Regions from separate parts of the Mus musculus genome. Here region 2 is linked to region 1. A link is a contact called in public Micro-C data. All regions are on one chromosome and are shown on one strand. The core of a region is the stretch at or near the end of the contact, and the rest is flanking DNA. Distances in the headings are between cores, read along the strand shown.

Region 1 (3,428 bases), core at 406-2,905:
TTTGACTGAGACAGCTGTGCAGTGGGTTGTCTCATTTAAATTACAACCACAAAAAGAGATGTGCCAGCCATCATAGACACAAAGCTAAGGGCAGGAACATGAAACCCGGGTTCCTAAACCTGCCCGGGGCTGCTGTCAGAGGTAAGCAGCCTTCTTAGCAGGGTCTCAGGAACCACTGAGGAGATAGCTAACTTCCCCTCTTGTGCCCCCCAAACAATTATCCCTCCCTCAGGCTTCTCCTGAAGGCTTGTCCCCTTAAACTCCTAGGGAGAAGGATGTGTTTCGATAGTAATTCCAGCCAGGCATAGTTGACAGAGGTAGGAGCTTGCAGAAATCCACTGGAGAGTTAGGGAGAAGTATAAAGGTGTTTACAAGGACATCTCATTGTGGCTGGGATTTAGGGAAGCCCTTTACTAAACACTGAACCCAGGAGCTGCAGACTGAGTCTCTGGGAGACTCATTTGATGGGGCAATCCTGCCTTTAACACAGGCTCTGTTACCAAGTTTCACAGGTGTGTTTGCACATTGGCTGTTTTTCTCTATCTTTCAGAATTAGGAGTCCCACAGTCGGTTTCTTTTCTACATTTAACTCTTTTATTTATCCTCCTCTCCAAAATTAGGACACGTGCTGAAATGCCTGTATTGGCATGCTGTCTCTCTTATTTTGGGGAAAGTTTTTCTTATGTATTTCTTCCCGTTTAGTGACCTCTAAATATAATTTACTCTTGTTACTTTACTCTGTTTCCTAGCCTAGTTCTTAAAAAAAACAAAACAAAACAAAACAAAACAAAAAAAACCTATTCCTCATATATGCTTCTAAAGTCAGTCTCTCCCCAGTATTTTTATTTTGTTACAATACATGTGTCTTTTGAAACAAATGTAGCAAGTTTCCCAAAAAAGTTCACAGCAGTGCTCTGTCTTTTTATGGGCAAGTATAGCTTGAGCCAGTGTGGGTAGGTGTCGTTCACATCTGTGGAAATACATGATTGTGGCATGACTTTTGTATTTTGGATAAAGCCAAAGAGTGCATTTTAGGACTAAGGTTGAGGGTGGGCAAAGTTATACATGGTGGGTTACAAAACAAAAAGACATGTAAGTTGAATGGGGATTTATTTCGAAGAAGAGAATGGTGGGTGGGTTAGCCAGAGCAGAGGGACTTCTGTGAGCAGACTCTGTTAGATACATGTGTGAAAGTGTCCAAAACTAAATGAACGTAAAAACTAAGTCCACGTAATCAACAAATATGTAAACTATATCTGTGAGAGCATCCTATTAATAAATTGGATGGAAATGTAAAAGCACGATTAATGGAAGATAGAGATGGTTTGTCTCCATAGAGGAAACAAAACAAAACAAAACAAAACATGAGATAAACCGAACATGGACAAACTGCTTGTGTTGGGCTGTGAATGTAACTACTGCAGCTCAGATCTGCAGGGATGGAGGCCCCAGGAGCAGGAACACCCCTTTTCTCACCCCCCTGCTCCATGACTCTCAGTAGTGGCTTTGTGGGACCTCATGAATTACTTCTTACAGTTGAGGCTCTTTGGTGCCGAGTGCGCTGTGGGCAGCGGAGCCCAGAGCCGGGCAGTCGGTGTTTGTGCTGTTGTTAGCGACACGTAGCGAGTTCCTCCTGAACGGAAAGGCCCCGGCTCCAGTTTGTCGCCAGTGAAAGCGGAGTCGCACAGCAAATGTGGAGCTGAGCCGAGCAGCCTGGGGGTGGGGGACTAGCCTGCAAAGGGGAGGGGCCCAGCGCCACCGGGTATTTGTTTAGAGGTGGGGATGGGCAGAGTAATAGAGGTTAGGGCGCACGCAAAGAAAACAGCTGGAGGGGAGCTAGGAACCCATGCTATGACTGACCTCCTAAATGCCACCCCCAACCAATTACATCTCACTACTGGTTGGAATATTTGCAGGAAAAAAAAAAAGGTACCCTTTGTAGTGTGGTTTTCTTTCCCAGGATATCCTGAGCCTGTCTCTGGGTGGGTTTTTCCGTGGGTGAGTTGGTTAGGAGATATCTCCTATGCCTTTAAGAGGTAAAAACACGTACAAATGCAAATGCAGAGACTTTAACACTTCCCCCCCTTCCTAACATTCATATAATTGCTGTTAAGCCACATTGAAAACCCTGGGGCCCGGTGTTCACCAGGGTAAAGTTACATTTCACAAGCAGAAAATTGACTCACCACTTAGGAAAATTGGCTACCAATTATGTGTCAAAGGCTCTAAAGTCAGAGCTCAGAATTTTCTTTTTGCTAGAATGTGGTATTAAAAAGGGCACAGACAAGCCAGCCCTGGCCCCTGTGCCCTCTCGGGACCTGTGGGACCTGCTGACTTTCCTTGCAAGGTTTCTGGGCCCCAGCAAGGAAGAAGGGATCCTGACCCCTAACCCAGGGCCAAACCCAACAGCCGGAAGATGTCACTAGTTAGAAGTGAACACACACACACACACACACACACACACACACACACACACCTGTTAAAATGATGCCCCTGGCTCCTTGTGAGAGGCCTCTCTTAGCCTGGCACTGTCCAGACGCCTTTGGCTGTAATTGAGGCTCATTAGGCCAAGAGAAGAGAGGGAAAAGAGAGGGCATCTGAGGGCCACACTGTCAGGGGACATTTGCTGCCTCTACTGACAGGGTCACAATGTGTCCACACCATGTGCAGGGCTACTTCTAGAGACTCGTTGGTTCCTTTTGTTGAGGGATCAGTTCCTATCCAAATCCCAGGCAAGAGACAGGGGAAGGGACAGAGAGAGGGGCATGGAGGAATAGATGGAGGGAGGGGTGGGATGGGATGGGGGAGACCTAAAGGAGAAAAGAGAGACAGATACAAATCCACAGAGATTTGTAGAGTCAGAGCAATGGAGAGAGCAAGAGAGAGGAGTGGAAGGGAGGGATGAGAGGAAGGGAGAGAGGGAGGGAAGGAGAGAGGGAGGGAAAGAGAGAGAAGAGATTGGAAGAGAGAGAGAAGATAGGAGCAGGGTGGAAGGGAGCTTGCAGACTCTGAAGGGTGAGAGAATATTTTTATGTAACCCCCACCACCTCTCCCTTTTCTCCTGCATCCGCTTTCTTGACAAAGTATGGGCTTTCTTCCCAGGCCTGTTTTCTGTTCCTGTCACAGCGCCTTCACCCCTGGCTTTATTTTTAATGCCTAGATATTAAGCCTTATTTATTGCTTCACATTCTGCCTCTAGAGGGAGAGAAAGAGAACGCATCAGGACATGGCAAACTGGGGAAATCTGCTGGGCTGTATGGGAGAAAGTTTTTCAGGACAGCCAGGATGTCAAATCATATTGGCGATTACCCCAGATAAGCCTCCCTCCTAACAACAGGATGCAATATTTAGTGGTTTGAGTGAGAAAAACCAGCCTCATTTTGCCTTCTGGGAAATCTTCTGCTAGCTATTTCTGTTCAATTCTTAAC
Region 2 (3,377 bases), core at 693-3,192, 100 kb after region 1:
TTGAATAAAGGATGGCGGTTTTTAAAACAGTGTCTTTTGGTGGACAGGACGGCTAAAGGGCAGCTGGATTGAGTTGGCTTAGTTGTGTTTCATTAATTCCCTCCGAGACCTGGTGCTTGCATCTCACTGCACTCTGTGCCTGTTGGGAAGCTGTGTTTATCTGCAAGCCAGGGACAGTTTTGGTAGTGGCTAAGCAGAGAACAAGACTCCGCTCCCCAACTTGTTTTTATTTGTCTTGGTCCAAACCAGAGAGGCACCAGCCCCTAATTTAGTGCCCAGCAGTGAGCTGTGTGGCAGCTTGTCTTTGTGGTTGAGACTCTATTTCATGCACTAGGGCCTACTTAGTCATAGTTTGCATTTCACTCCCATTACTATTAATGGCATTTAGGAATGCACATTGGCGGGAAGAAGACCACATTGAATGAGTATATTATGGGAGAGATGAGGAATTAGCATACTCATGTCTGGTCTATGATAGATTTTACTGTGGCCTGGAAGATTTAGCAATTAAGTGAGAAATCCCCATTACAAACGTGCACCTGCTAGAAACAAGACAAAGAGCAACAAACCCCAGAATGTAAAGGAACAACATTGCCTAAGGTTGACACCTAATTCCCCCTCTTGTCTTTATAATATTCTATCATTTGGGAAATGTTACATCTGCTCATAGCTGTTGTTAAACAGGGCAATGTAAAAATCCAGTGCCTGAGTGATAAATGAATGACAGGGGAAGGCAGACCCGGCCAAAAGTGTGTCAGGGTCAAAAGTGTATTTATAGTCGACTTGGGAAGTCACAGCTCACTAAGTGAAAAGAGAAATGATGTAAAAGTCCGGTCTCATCTGGCAATATGTGAATCAAAGCATGGGTGATTGCACAGCGGCAAGCCACACACAGGGTTCAGTTGACAGATGCGTTTTCTTGGCTTAAATGTCTAAGTTTGGATTAATATTTTAGAATTGGAAGATTTGTGTTAAGATCCAATAGCCAACTTCTCTCAGAACATCAGGAAGTCCAGAAACTGAAGCTTCAGTTTTATCCTTCAGTTTCTGTTCCATCCTGGTGACAACTGGCAGGTGCTTGGGTACCAGGGACTTTTCTCTGCAGTTGGCTTGTACCTGCCTGTGCCTATAGTTGGAAGATGGGAATCAGAGGTATGAGTGTGAGTTGGAATGAGAAGAGAAGGGTTGCCTTATAGACAAGCTCCTCTAGTGGACCCCACACTCTTCCATGATGTTGAGCTATGACAAGATTTCAGAGGCTTTGGGTCACTCATTGATGTCCTCCTCTTCCTCATACTGAAAGATGTCACCTATGGTTGTCATCTCCCAGGCTATCAAGAAATTAGTCCTTTGCCTTCCTCATGGTTCTCAGATCAGTGCCAATTTCACCAATGTGACTTATTGTGATTCTTTGTATATCTCAAAATAGTGCCTTCCTGTGACTAAGGTACTGGGCACTTTCCATAGGAATCAAGGGATGATGGGTTTCTTTTGTTTGTTTGTTTGTTTGGGTGGTTTTTGGTTCCATCAAGGCTGGACTCAGTAGCAGTCAATGAATAGCCCCAGACTGTGATAGGAGAATGTCTCTGTGAGCAAAATTTTGTTGAGAAATATTAGTATGGAGAATTCCCAGTTTCTATTGACTCCTGGCTCGGGGCTTCCAGCCTCTACTGCTTACTTCACATTGGGAATACTCATTAAGAATGAATGAATGATGGAGGTACCCAAAGCCACACTCCCTCCATAGTCCTGAGGTGAATGGCAGTCTTGAAGTGGGCAGGAATGTCAAGAGAAGCCAATTTCATGAGTCTTATTTAGAGATCTTCAGGCCAGGAAAGAGACAAGCGTCAACAATCCATGTCTCCTTTACTCACACCCTGTAGAGGATAGCCTGGAATTTTCCATGTTACTGAAGAGTGATGGGGAAACATCTGGGACCAGGCACCCTCATACACCTCTGGGAATTGCTTAAAAGTGGTGCAACATGAATCTCCCAAGTGGAAAATGGTGTTGTGCAGGAGAGAGGCTCAAACATGACTGAGCACAAGAACGCTTCCTCCCCCTTCAGGTCTGGATTGAACTGGAGACTGGGATTGCCAAGAATAGATCTGCTCTCCTAATCTACTGTGGGATGGATGTCTAACCTGTGAGAAGTAGAATGTGGGATTCTTGGATCAGGGTGGGGAGACTCCACATGATTTAAGATCTGTTCTCCGATTGGACAGCCAAGTCTAGATTGGATAGGTTTTATTTTATTTTATTTTATTTTATTTTATTTTATTTTATTTTATTTTTGCCAGCTAAGAAATTGCTTGCTGGTGATGGGCTGTTTTGGAAAATGCTTCAACATAGTCCTCTGCTGGTCTCTGTGCTTCTCCCTCTTGACAGTGTTTCATAACAGCAGGAGTAGTGAGTGTGTGTGTTCAGCAGGGAATGAAGGCCATAGAGGACTTGAACCTGCTCAGGATGATTTTGTGAACTGATAAGAGGCAGGGGATTGTGGGAGAGGTGATAGGCCGTCATCAGCATACAGAATAAGTTGAGGAATTCTTTCTGATGGTAAGGACTGTAGGAGATGGTATATGGTGTTAGCTAGCATTCTCTTGTCCACACGGAAGAAAGTCCCAGAAGACTGATATAAAAAAGTGTGTGTGTGTGTGTGTGTGTGTGTGTGTGTGTGAAGACACTGGCATTTCTGAAAGATGTCCCATGACTGACTCCTGTTGCAAATGTGCCTTTTACCACGGCAAGGTGATAAAATGCCACGACCCAATGCCAGAGTACAATTAAGGGCCTGTGGGATAGAGCAGGCAGCCACTCCACACTGGAGAGTTTTCATTGTATAATTAAAGTGAGCAGAGGGGCGGGAGGCAGGGAATACACTGAAGGAGAAGAAGCAATGGCTGAGGCATATTCAGACATGACATTTACAGATGTCGATAGCCATCAGGAGCTTGGCTCCTCTGCCCACGAAGACAAGAATGTCACATGTCAGTCAAAGGCAGAGCTGCTTAGCAGGGCTGGCTGGAGTGTGAAAGGAACAATGTGTGTGGGGTGTCTGTTTGGCTCACAGTGGTCCCACCTTGGGCCTTAATTGTGCTTCCTTTGTGTTGGTAGTGTCCACGTCCAGATTTCTGATGAATTCAGAGAGATAGCAGCTAGCGCGAAGTGTATCCTTCCCTTTCAAGCAGGGATTCTAGGCCATGCATAATCCTAGGGGAGGGGCTAAAAATAACACACCTGAGAAGCAGCGAGACTTCTTCCTGAGAACCTTTTTAGGCAGTCTGGGCTCTTACAGAGTACACTTGTACAATGGCCCTGTCAGTGTGGTGTACGTCTCCTTAAGCCCTCTTAGTGGATACCACTTCACCAGGGCC

What was found. A called contact is a pair of places that touch in the nucleus more often than the background predicts.
Region 2: a Micro-C map of brown adipocytes shows a contact between it and region 1, with 2.6 times the contacts expected there. The contact joins two enhancer-like sites. A contact is called at or near these places in 3 of 39 promoter capture datasets (liver, pre-B cells and stem cell-derived epiblast-like cells), 1 of 15 datasets of contacts at CTCF or cohesin (the NIH/3T3 cell line), 4 of 484 Hi-C or Micro-C datasets (CD4 T cells, the CH12 cell line, brown adipocytes and 1 more) and 1 of 115 datasets of contacts at active chromatin or transcription factors (embryonic stem cells).

What each region holds. Positions count from the first base shown.
Region 1 is chr11:44,663,771-44,667,198 of GRCm38.p6, forward strand. The region is part of intron 6 of Ebf1 (early B cell factor 1); the gene reads left to right. Among named protein-coding and RNA genes, the nearest start is that of Ebf1, 47 kb to the left of the region's middle. Within about 2 kb of position 1,656, at least 93 of the 459 cell types and tissues checked have an H3K27ac peak or open chromatin away from gene starts, as enhancers often do. A contact at or near this core is called in brown adipocytes, where this site is marked.
Region 2 is chr11:44,767,754-44,771,130 of GRCm38.p6, forward strand. The region is part of intron 6 of Ebf1 (early B cell factor 1); the gene reads left to right. Among named protein-coding and RNA genes, the nearest start is that of Ebf1, 150 kb to the left of the region's middle. Within about 2 kb of position 1,943, at least 11 of the 459 cell types and tissues checked have an H3K27ac peak or open chromatin away from gene starts, as enhancers often do. A contact at or near this core is called in brown adipocytes, where this site is marked.